Linked DNA regions of Mus musculus: all the other regions are linked to region 1. Evidence: chromatin contacts called from public HiChIP or PLAC-seq and Micro-C data. All regions are on one chromosome and are shown on one strand. The core of a region is the stretch at or near the end of the contact, and the rest is flanking DNA. Distances in the headings are between cores, read along the strand shown. Region 1 has its middle 47 kb from the start of Gm25562. Region 2 overlaps Rdx (radixin). Region 3 has its middle 10 kb from the start of Mir6244.

Region 1 (3,996 bases), core at 625-3,124:
CTGGAACCTCACTTTGGCCACAGTTTCCCTGCATTTTTCTTTCCTTGCCATATTCAAAACAGAATAGAGATAAGACAGTTAGGACCAGTAAATGAAAGAAAGCCGTTTGTTAAATAAGAAAATCAGAAGCGACAGCCCGACCGCAGTCAGCATGACTCTAGCCCGCTAAAGTCCACATGCGCAAGCAGGCAGCTTAACTCCTACAATGTTTCTGATAGACCAGAGAATTGCTTTTCGTGCCCTGCACTGTAGCCCCTGGATGGATCCTCAAACCTGCCTGGTGTGCACCATCCTCACCCCCATTCCAGGGATGTCTGATGAACTTTGTTCAGACCTGCCCAGTGTCTGGCAGCTCTGCATCATTTTCAGGATAATAAAACTGCCGCATCTCTCCGTGAGATCTTTTAAACCCATCTCTCCTTTACTTCCGGGGTCAGATCCTCTTGTCAGTAGGTAGGGTGTTAGAAGTGGCCTATATTCAGTACTGAGAGTTTGTTACAGTGTCTTACTTTTCTGATTTTTGTCTACTTGAGGGACAAATTTGAAACAGGCTCATCGCTTCTTTAAATTTCCAAAGATTATAGAGAACTTAGCATAAATGATGAATTTTGCGTTCCAGTTCCATCCTAAGAGTCAGAAACAACGTGGCCCCTTGAAAAGCTTTCTTTGCCAATTTACTTCTAGCTCACTGCAGATAGGGTTCAGCTAGTTCTGCTTGACATTGATACAGATGTCCCTTGGACTCCTCCTCCCAAGATAAAGTGTTCCTTTTGTAAGTCCTGCTGTTCTAACCACAGCAGCTCTTGGTGACCCTGAGGAAGGAAAGAGAAGCCACTGCATTGAGTCCAGAGTATGAGACTGCCCTGTCATTGGTCACAGGGTGCGTGCTGGCCACACCTCTTGCCTCTTGTTCTCTTAAAGACTCAATTTCTTTTGTAGATGACAGTAGACAGAGTCCATCTTTCTGGCCTTTCTGTGGCCTTGAGGACACTATTTGGTATTTCACTGCATTCATCTTGTAATAAACAGCCACTAGAAGCAAAGAGATGTCATGTCTAATTGGAAAGGTAAAGTCTACTGTGAATACAAGGGCAAATGGAGAGGACTTTTGAATGACCTTGCTGCTGTCATTGTTAGCTTGGCTGATGCCCTGACTCTGTTGACTCCTGGTGCACTACATCTGTAACTCCTCAAGTGCTACTCTGTGAGCCTCTCACCGACATGATCTCACGCTCACGTGGGACTACATTTTAGTTCCTTTCAACATGACACCTTAGCTGCCTTTCAAACTAGTAGCTCTAAATCATCCCACCAAGTAAGGTTCAGATTTTGAACATCTGTCATCTCTTGAAAGCGGGTTTTGGTGTTGTTGTTGTTTTAAATATGTATGTGTGTGCTTGTGTGAGTTTGTGTGTACATTGTACATGAAGTGCCCGTGGAGAACAGAAGAGGGCATCTGATCCCCTGGGAGCTGGAGTTAAGAGAGGGTTGTGAGATGCCATGTGGGCACTGGAACTCGGGAACTCGGCAAAAGTAATCAGCATTCTGAACTGCTGAGACATCTCTCCAACCCCAGACAGTAGTCCCCCTGCCTCAGTAAAAGTAAGCTTTCTAACTTACCTTGTAAGGAATTAGAGTGCTATCTTTATTTGGAATATTTCCGTTTCTTCTGACATTTAGTGAGCCGCTAGAGAAAGCTGATGCGCGTAGCCTGCTGTCTTTTACATCAGTTATTTAGTGAGTCGAGCAAGAATACATTAGGCCTATTTTTAGCATGTTCTTTCTTATAAGCGCATCATGAACGTCAGAGAGTCTTAGCAGCCTCACTAATGTGGGAAGTGAACTTGTCAGATATCAGTTCCTCTGCAGGGTCAGGCTTAATTGAAACGCCGAGATGGAGATAGGGAACCACACTAAAGAAAACTCCAAGTGATTCAAGGAGTGGTATTTATAAACCTGAGTCAGCAGTGAATCAGCTCTCAAGTGGGGGCTCAGGGGACTGCTTGGTTAAAGCGACAACAAAGCCAAATTGAAGCTGAGCCCGCCCGCCTGGGCTTCTTGTTCGATATCCTGGGTTTTCTCTGGAATTACTGCTGTACCTCTGCAGAAGTCTGAGGAGCAGGCTGTGACCCCTGCTCTCCCCATCCCGCCCCAGGTGTTTCTCTCAGTGTTAAAAGCAGCAAAGACATCAAGAATAAGTTCATTTAAAATTAAAATGTGCTGTCTCCTTGCAACCTTTTTTTTTTTTTTTTGGTCTTGAGGCAAGGTCTCATGTGTGGTCTAGCCTGACCTTAAACTTATTATGTAGCTGAGGATGACCTTGGACTTAGGATCATCCTGCTTTGATTCTTGAGGGACCAAGTACCACAATGGCACATTGTGTAAGAAAAACCAAGAGTAGCACTTTTTGGAACTTCATACCTGATCCATTTTAACCACTTACAAAGCCTATATTTAACAAGAGGTGGCTCTGAGTCTTAGGATGTGAGAGGCTGCTGGAAAGAACACAGCCTGAAACAATTTCCAGTCAAGATTCTGGTTCAGATAATCCTGTCAGACAGACCCAAGTTTCCTATCCCATGTCCGAGTGGAAAGCAGTAAATCTCAGGTCTTAACCGAGCCACCTCAAATAACTAAATGGTCAAGCTCCACTTCAGTGTACAGTAGATTCACTAACATCCTAAGTGGCAAAAGATAAAGATAACAGAAATCATTTAAAAAATTCGGAAGCTCAAAGCATGATATATGTACAGATGGACCCTGTCTTCCTGAGATCTGATACTGGTGAAATTATAACCCCCGGTTCGTTCGTCCTTCCTTCCTTCCTTCCTTCCTTCCTTCCTTCCTTCCTTCCTTCCTTCCTTCCTCTCTCTCTCTCTCTCTCCCCCCCCTCTCTCCTCCTCCTCCTCCTCCTTCTTTTTTAAAGTGAAAATTGAAGACAGATTCCAGCCAAATTTATTAAGGTTTGTGATCATTGTTAAACATGTATCTGAGACTTTTTCTCTTGAACTGACATTGGATTAAAATGAGTTTATGTGGGGACCAAGAACTCAAGCTTATGTTACCAGTCGGCAACTTGAGGACAGAATTCATCAGTGTTTAAAGACAGTTAGGGAGCATCAGGCTCAGCAACACTTGGCCAGAGAGTTGTCCGTCCAGGATCCCATAGTGAGGCTTCACAGTGTAGCCACGGACCTCCTTCCACAGTGAGTCTGGAAACTTGAATGACTTCACCACTGGCTCACTGGCCAGAGTTCATTTGCAAAGAGAAAGAGGTGATTGCAGAGACTGCGTTATATCATATATAATTTAGGTAGTCTTTAGCACTTAAGAAAGAAAAGCCTGTTTGAGTTCACAGAGTGGTTCTACCGCATATTTTTGCGTTTTCAGATTCAGTTGGGAGTTGTAGGGTTGTCAGGGTCTAATTTCCTCAGGAAGCATATTTAAAAAAATAAAAATGGGGGGCTAGGAGATGGCTCAGTAGTTAGTTAATAGGGCACACTACTCTTGACGAGAACCAGAGTTTAGTTCCCAACACCCAATGGTTCATAAATGCCTGTAACTCTCGCTTGTGACTTCCACAGGCACCAGGGTTCATATGCACATACTCACATGTACACAAACAAACATAGATAATAATAATAATAATAATAATAATAATAATAATAATAATAATAATAATAATGAAAGTTAAATTTTTATCTAACCTATATTTATCACCAAAGGAGATACCATTTTAAAGCTGTCAAGTGGAAGGGGATTATACCAATCAATGTAAAAATGACTTAAGAAGGACTGGAAAGAACATTAAAGACTCATTCTACTGCATGTGTCTCTACTTTCTTCTCAGCTTGATGGGACTCTGCTGTGGATCAGCCTATACACTCTTGCCTGACAATCCCTGGATGTGTAGCACTGAGGCCAACCTAGTCCCTTGGTTTACTCTCGGACCTGAGGGAAAACTCCCGAAACTGTGCTCCAAGAAGTCAGTCGTCT
Region 2 (3,996 bases), core at 992-3,491, 180 kb before region 1:
AAAAGAAACTCTCTAGGGAATATTGTGATTATTTTGATGGGGACTGAGATAATATTGCTGGCCACAAAGAAATATCCCAGAAGCGCGTCCACAGAGATATACAGTGCTGTACGGCAGGCAAGGTTCCTACATTGGAGAGTTCACTAGGGTTGTAAGCTCTCTAAAATGATCAGGTATGAAAAATAAGCCTCTTTGAGCTAAAAATCAAATTTAAAGAGATATAAAGTAAATATAAGAATAAAAGAATTTTTAAACATCATATCATGAAAGTATTAAAAACTTTTTTCAGTCAAAAATAAATAAAAAAAGACTGTCTAGGAATGTTCTAGATTGCCTAGTGGTTAAAACCATTGTGCTCTTCCAAAGGACCCAAGCTAAGTTCCTAGCACTCAAATTGGGCCACTCACAGCCACCTCTAACTCTAGCTCCAGGAGATTTTGATACCGTCTTCTGGCCTCAGCAAACACCTTTACACACATAGAAATGAAAATTTAAAAATCTTTTAAAATATTTTTCTATTAATAAAACACCAAAATTTTATAACGTAGACATATAATACAATACATTGAAAATAACTGAGAATGGGGCTGGAGAGATGGCTCAGTGATCAAGAGGGTTTCTTGCTCTTTCAGAGGACTGTCAGAGGACTGGAGTTTGAGTCTCAGAACACATCAAATAGCTCACAGCTGCCCGAAAATCCAGCGCCAGGGATTCTGCTGTCCTCTCTCGGCCTCGGTAGCACATGCACACAGGTGGTGTACATCCACGTACGCACGCACGCACGCACGCACGCACGCACACATAAATAAAAATCAATCTTAAATGTGGAGAAACTGGGCCTGCTGACTCCCACCTGTAATTCTAGCACCCTGGGAGCAGAAGTGGCAGGATTACCTCAAGTGTGTGAGTCCAAGGCCAGCCAGAGCTTCTGTGAGACCTTGCCTGAAAATGCAAGACAGTCGCTCATCTGTAGAAACCTGTTGGCTAGAGGAGAATCACTCAGTTAAAGGGGTGGAAAATTTGAAAACATAGTCAAAAGATTAAATAGGAAAATGTCAGAATGTGTCCAGAAAGAACTGAGTGAAAAATACTTGCATGGAAGATGATGTGGGCAAAGCAGAGGCTTTGGAATGAGGAAGCTTACCAGATCTCTGGCTGTTTGTAGGGAATCTGACTCGAAAGAGTAAATGTTAAAGTGGAAAGGAAGATTAGTGCACGGGGGAGTGAATTAAATTGACAGCTGACTGCTCATGTGTGCTAACAATGGCCAGAATAAAGAGAAGTAGCAACATCCAATGCTGAGCAGGCCACAGTTCACCTGGGTGTCTGTGCAGTTAAATTACTATTTAAGGAGAGGACTCTTCCTGGAAAGATGTAACAGTTCTGCAACTGCTTACCTGATACCAGCCTAAAAATTTATGCAAGTGAACAATTGCCATTTTATCAGAAGTCAGCTGGGAAAACTTAAATGTATTTCTGTTAGATTGGCTAAGCAGACTAAAGTGAGGAGAATGAGAGATTTAAAAAAAAAGCGCTTAGCTTGATCTAACATGTTACCCAACGCACACCGTGTAGTATTGTTTATATCTGGAACAAGTGACACTGCACTCAAGTTTAAATATTAAACATAGGCAGAAACTCCACAAATGAGTATTTTACCCATAGACCTAAAACTCTCGAATTTGGAAATTTAAAAGTGGGAACACAATAACAAAACATTTTAAAAGTTATTAGAAATTGTGATTGGAAACTGAACATTTAAGAGCTTAATAATGAAGGAGAGAAGAACATATAAAAATCAGAGGCATACCAGACATGGTGGGAACTGGGCAGGAGAATGGGCCAGGATTTGAGACCAACCTGAGCAAGAAGTTCTGTGCAGAGTTAGAACCTGTCTGAAACAAACAAAAAACCTAAAAACCAACAGACAACAGCAGCAAACCAAAAAAGTCCTACTCCCTTGACCTTGCAATGTATAAAAATGACATGGCTTAAATACATGACAAATGTTTTCTTCCCCTCAAGATAGTTCCTCCCGAAAGGGAACTGTGTTCTTGGCGTTTCTTACCTTCATTTTGAACATGAAAGTTTGACTTGAAACTCCTTTAATTTAGGTGTGAATTAATTGAGAAAATGAGGCCTGTCAGACTGTAAATGTAGGAGGGGTGATAGGGAATAGGCTAGAAAAAGTTCAGCAATGGGGCTTTTATATTTTCTCCTGAATGTCATTGCCAGTGACTCAGATAAAAACATGAAACACAGCCCACGGAGCTGCAGAGGGTGTTTCTGTGTAAGAGACGTTTATTGGCATGTGTGTGAATAAAATTTAGGGAAATTACCTTATTTGAATGTGTGTTAATTTAGCTGGGCCTACAACTATCTTGGCAGTGATAGTGTCTACATAAATTTTAATGTCTCTGATACATTAGTCACAGTAAGGTTTGATGCTGGAATCTCTTTTCCTAGACAGCTGATAAAGGCTTGGTAGATTTCTCAGAAAGGCAAACTCATTTTTGTTGATGTTTCTTAGTAAGAATGTTTCCCCAAGGGCAACAGGGTAGTCCTTCCCTGCTAAGATGTGTTGCCTCAGTGGAAGAAGTTACATGCCAGCCTTAGCTTAGGACTGTTCTGAGTTTCAGTGGTCACTGGCTAGCTGGGTACTAGCACCTGTGTTGCTATGTAGAGATGTTGCTGCCTTCCACACTTTAGGTGAGTAAGCTGGTGTGTTTTTTCCCAGTTTTTAAAATTTAAAAAAGAAAAATAATTTTTACGAAAAACAGTTTTCATTTGACAGTACAGAAAGGTTGGAAAATACTGAGTTTCCCTTAGACTTGAGGCTGCTGGTCTTCTTTAGTACTGCCTCTTGCCATACAAGGCTGGTGCATGGAGGAGCTTGTATGGCAGAAGCAGTCTTTAGTCCATAGTGATCAGGTTTTCTTGCTGTCTTTTAGATTAACATACTTTAAGCTGTGCTGGTTGAGATGTGCAGTGCTTCCAGTGCCATACACCAGGCTTTTTAGGGGATGTGGAATGCTCGCCCAAGACTTTTGAGTGTGAACCTAAGAGGACACAGTGTCACTTGTAACCTGCTTTCCATCTTAGTCCTGCAAGGTAGAGGTAAAACCTAACATGAGTGGAAATAAAGTATGCTTCCTTTTCTTTAACAGGCTATAATTGTTTATAGAAGTGAAGAGTTTCTAAAGAAGGTAACAAACAAGAAAAAGAAAATGCCGAAGCCAGTAAGTGTGTTTTGATTCTTTTGATACTGCTTAATGTTCATTGTGCGGGTTGTGAAGAGTGATCATGGGTGACAGGACAGTTAGGTTAAAATTAATGGCATTTGGTACCAAGCAGTCTAGTTCTGTTCTGGCTTTCATACTTAATCTGTGTGTGACTTCTGTTTAACCCATTTTGCTCTTGGTTTCCTCTACATAAAATAGGGATATAATTTTATTTACTCAAGAAAGGAGACAAGGATTATATAAGAAGAATCTAGTATATATTTAGCTCTCAATAATTGTAAGTTATTGTTAGGAGAAAATAATGAGAGGTATGCAGGACCTATTCCTGCTAACTTTCTCGTAATTCTAGTTTGATGCCGTGACAGTGATACTGACAATAGCCTAAATTTGTATACCCGTGATCATTTTGAAGACTGTTGCCTGCCTTTGGGACTCTTTCCCATTACTGGGTTGCCTTGTTTAGCCATGTTTAGGCTTGATAGAAGAGGAGGTACCTAGTCTTGAGGTATTGCAATTTGATATACCATGGCTGGTTGATATCCATCAAGGCAGGCCCTTTCCTGAAGAGACATGGAGGAGGAGTGGATGGGGGTATGAAAGAGAGGGGCGGTTGGGGAGAGACTGGGAGGGACGAAGGGAGGGGAAATTGTGGTTGGGGGTGTAAAATAAAACAAAATTTAAAGAAATAAAAAAGTGGAACATTCTCATAAACTGGGGGGAAATTCCTTGGAGCTAGTGAGTTTACTCAGTGATG
Region 3 (3,996 bases), core at 965-3,464, 140 kb before region 1:
AACAGGTCCTCTCGACCACTAGGACCTCCTTGCTTTGTCTCAGTTTCTTGTCTTCTCCAGTTGCACTAAGTGTTATTAAGATGACGCAGGTCAGGGTTTGGAGAAGGGTGAGGAGGGCTCAGGGCAGAGCTGGGATGTGAGGCGGCATTAGTAATTCATGCAGTGGCACCCGGCCTGGCTGAGGGAGGTTTGAATGTACGAGGACTGAAGCATTGGGTGACAGTTTGCAATGTGACTCAGCAGTCTGACATTAGGGTGACTGTTCAGGTAGCTGAGTCACATTGCAAACTGTCACCTTAGGAAAGTGTTGTGCCTGCAAAGAATGTGTCAGGTACTTGCCAGGCACAGAGGTAAACTTTAAAGAGTTTTCATAAAAATACATACAAGCTCTGTCACAATAGATGTTTTTTTCATTGATCAGAGAGGTTTTCAGGGTATGAGAGCTATACAGAGGGCACATGATCAGACAGCCCTTTATCAACAGCACTGTTTATCTACTATCGAGGAGTGTTTATTCACACTGTCCTCTCTTGCACTTAAAGACCTTTGATATCAGCATTTTTTATAACTTAAAAGATAATCATGTGCTTTGCTGTAGTGGTGATAGCTTATCGAATTTCTCAGTAGGCCTCTCCTTGGCCACACACAGAAATTGGCAAACAACTAGATTGGAACATACTGTGGTGAGGGAGGGTTTGGGAGTACTGGGAAGGCCACTTTTTGTGTATATAAATAAATAAATAAATAAATAAGGACCAGAAGCCCGTCGGACTCATTAGGCTGTGAGCTACTGACCACGGCCATGCTGTATCAACGCCACTCTTAATTCCATTTCTTAGCAGACCCTCCAGAGACTCCAGTCTTCTGCTCAAGAGAGAGCCTGCCAGCCACAACCAATGCTGCTTTTCTGGACAGATCCTTCCTGGCTGGGGCTAGTGACTGACACAGGCAGAAGCCACTGGAAACGATATGCTGCGGTAGGGGATGGGTAGTGCTTTGGGAGACTGCCTGGAAGCAGAGGCTGAGGAGGCTTAACGATTTCCTCAGCAGGTGAGAAGCCTGGAGCTGCAGTGTGTGATCTGCTGTAAATTAGTGGGGATCGGGGCTTGAACCTTGAAGCAGTTGCTCCAGCCAGGGACCTTACTCTTCTGCTGTAGACTAGGGTGTTTGAAATGAAGGAATGAACCATATACCTCCATTTCTACACCTAATTTCTGTTTGTAATATGTCTTGGAAAAGGGAAAGAAGTCACCGGCTTTTACTATTAAACAGAAGGTGACTGGACAGCACAGATAGGCCACCGAGGCAGGAGGATTAAGAGTGTTGTGTTCAGTGCTCACCAAGCCCAGCACCCTACACAGAGGCATAACACAGCAGGCCCTCTGCCCACGCTGCTTTTATGACTCTTCTCATATCACTGGACAGATGGACTGGAAGTTGATGGCTCAGAACCCCAAAGCCCACAGTGTTGCCATGGGAGAGAGAGAAGACAACATCTTCCAGGTGCCAACATCCTCACATGCTCCCTGAAGGAACACATGGCTAGGGAGGTTTCCCTCCTCCCCAGAGAACCCGTACATAAGATGAGCACTCTGGCCCTGGCTCAAGATGCATTCTGCATTCCTTCCCGGGAAGATGCAGGCGTTGACTGCAGAGTTTGTGGACAACACTGTTTCTCATGTTTTCTTTTGGGGGAGCTGGCTGTCTGCAGAAAGTCTAGTTTCCCCCACTTGGAGGGGGGGGGTCTGCCTTTTTGGAATTCAGTGGTAGACAGGAGGTTGAGCTACCCCAGCTAGATCTGCATTCTCCAGCAAGGAGCTTCTGCCAGGTGCACTGTAATTCTCACCCCCACCTATGCAATCTCCTGCTTCGTTGCTCTTGTCCTGTGTCTCTCATTTAATGTACATCTGACTCACCTGGAAGGTTTGCTAAGAAACTTGCTGGAATCCTTTCTCGGACTTTGTGGTAGAGCAGACAGACCACAGCCCTGCCTCAAGCATCTCCATTGCTATCACATTCCTGGGTGAGACCAAGGCTCCTTCCCTAGGAACCACACTCGAGACCTAGAAGCACTTGTTTGGAGGGACGAGTTGTATTTATTGTTCTCCTCAGACATTGCAAGAACCAAATGTTCTCCAGGCTGAGTCAGCAGGGTGGCATTTGCTAAACAGGGGCCAGTGAACATTCCTTGGCCAGCATGAGTAATTCTTACAAATCAATATCCTCTTCTGGCCTTGGCTTTGGCCTTGGGGACAAACAAGTGGTTCTGCATTACACTCACTTCAGACTGGGCAGAACACAAGATGAATGGATGCCGGCTGCACGTCTACCCGTAAATGGTGATTTAAGGACAGAATCCCATTTTCTCTCAATAAAGCCATAGACAGAGAGAGCCCAGTGCACAGATAAACAAGCGCATAGCCAGGCTTTTTAGCGAGGGTAGGAGTGAGTTGTATGATCCAGCTTTTCACTGAATTATAAGTCAAACATCCACAGATCAGGGGACAGCATGACACTTCCTCACCATGGGAATGCATCTGACGGATCAGCTGGAGAGGGGACACTGACAGAGGCACTTCCCAGACCCTGAGCTGTCCCTGAAATGGGTCTCATCCCCATAGAGTTCACCTACTTGAGTTCATACAACGAGTTAATCTGCATATACTCTTCATTGCCTGACTTCACTCCACCAACACAAGAATTCCTTCAAATGCCTTTCGCCCCTTTGGCTTTTGTGACAACCGTATCAAGTGTTTCTCCAGCCTTTACCAACCACCAAGGCTGCTAGATGCCAAGCCAGTGAAGCCTTCTAATGTCCCAGCCCAGCATGGCTTCCTAGCCAAGCCTCTGTAGGAATCCTCCATTTTCTCGTCTTCCTGCAGTCTGGTCCACCCCAGTGGAGATGTCTTCCTTACCACCCTTCCCATTTGTATTACACAAAGGCTCCATATGTTGCCTTCAATAGTCTACCTATAGCCTCAGATATCCTCCTTCTTGGGTGCGCTGAGGGTCATGAGTTTCCATTGAGACTGAACATGGAGACTATCTGGTGAGGTCCTGTGCTGGTTAGTTTTGTCAACTTGACACAAGATAATCACCTGAGAGGGAGAAGCCTCAACTGAGAAAATCCCCCCTCATAAGATCTGGCTGTAGTTAAGTCTTTAGGGCATTTTCTTAATTAGTGATTGATGTGGGAGGACCTACCCCATTGTGAGTGCTGTCACTCTAGGGCTCTAAGCTCTGGGTTCTATTAAGTAGGCTGAGAAAGCCATGTGGAGCAAGCCAGTAAGCAGCACCCCTCCATGGCCTCTGCATCAGCTCCTGCCTCCTGCCTAGTTTGAGTTCCTGCCCTGACTTCCTTCAGTGATGGTTCATGTTGTGAAAGTGTAAGCCAAATAAACCCTTTTCCTCCACAACTTGCTCCTGGTGTTTCATCACAGCAATAGAAACTCTAAGAGGGCAGTAGTCTGTCTCTTGTATTAGACTATAGGATATGGGTACTTGAGGAAGTTTGACGTATGAATCTGATCATCCAAAAATCCTGGCTATGTGGTCCTGCTGAGGGCTGGGGTGCCCATCGTACCACCAGTGAAGAGACAGAAGGGGATTTGGCTGCGTGAGGAAGGATGGAGTGCAGGCTCACTTCCTAAGTCTTCTGGTCCTAGGGTAACTGAAACAACCCTCTAAGGATGGTGCCCTGTGCATGAAGTCCTACCCTTTAAAGGTCACATTACCTTCAGATTGTTGGGGACTAAGGTTTTATCACCAGAAACTCACCATAACCAAACCACAACATGAGCATCTGACTGTCCTGATATCTCGACTTAGCTCTTGAGGGCCAGGGGCTAGCCTACCTGCATCCCTGTAGTGGACGTGCCTGTGTTCATACCTCTAGTAACATGGGCACCAGGGGACATATCTTGATCAAGACTGTTAAGATCCTTGGTTGTTAGGATTGGGTGGAACTGACATGCAGGAACAAAACCAGGAGTGCCA

What was found. A called contact is a pair of places that touch in the nucleus more often than the background predicts. HiChIP or PLAC-seq counts read pairs in DNA pulled down with a chosen protein or histone mark.
Region 2: an H3K4me3 HiChIP or PLAC-seq map of bone marrow-derived macrophages shows a contact between it and region 1, with 3 times the contacts expected there. The contact joins two enhancer-like sites.
Region 3: a contact with region 1 is called in a Micro-C map of granulosa cells, with 4 times the contacts expected there. The contact joins two enhancer-like sites. A contact is called at or near these places in 1 of 484 Hi-C or Micro-C datasets (granulosa cells) and 1 of 115 datasets of contacts at active chromatin or transcription factors (embryonic stem cells).

Annotation. Positions count from the first base shown.
Region 1 is chr9:52,242,402-52,246,397 of GRCm38.p6, forward strand. No RefSeq gene overlaps it. Among named protein-coding and RNA genes, the nearest start is that of Gm25562, 47 kb to the right of the region's middle. Within about 2 kb of position 1,875, at least 24 of the 459 cell types and tissues checked have an H3K27ac peak or open chromatin away from gene starts, as enhancers often do. A contact at or near this core is called in bone marrow-derived macrophages and granulosa cells, where this site is marked.
Region 2 is chr9:52,057,665-52,061,660 of GRCm38.p6, forward strand. Rdx (radixin) reads left to right here. Exons shown (of 14, transcript NM_009041.3): 2 at 3,168-3,239. The coding sequence starts at 3,228. Among named protein-coding and RNA genes, the nearest start is that of Rdx, 12 kb to the left of the region's middle. Within about 2 kb of position 2,242, at least 14 of the 459 cell types and tissues checked have an H3K27ac peak or open chromatin away from gene starts, as enhancers often do. A contact at or near this core is called in bone marrow-derived macrophages, where this site is marked.
Region 3 is chr9:52,103,482-52,107,477 of GRCm38.p6, forward strand. No RefSeq gene overlaps it. Among named protein-coding and RNA genes, the nearest start is that of Mir6244, 10 kb to the right of the region's middle. Within about 2 kb of position 2,215, at least 43 of the 459 cell types and tissues checked have an H3K27ac peak or open chromatin away from gene starts, as enhancers often do. A contact at or near this core is called in granulosa cells, where this site is marked.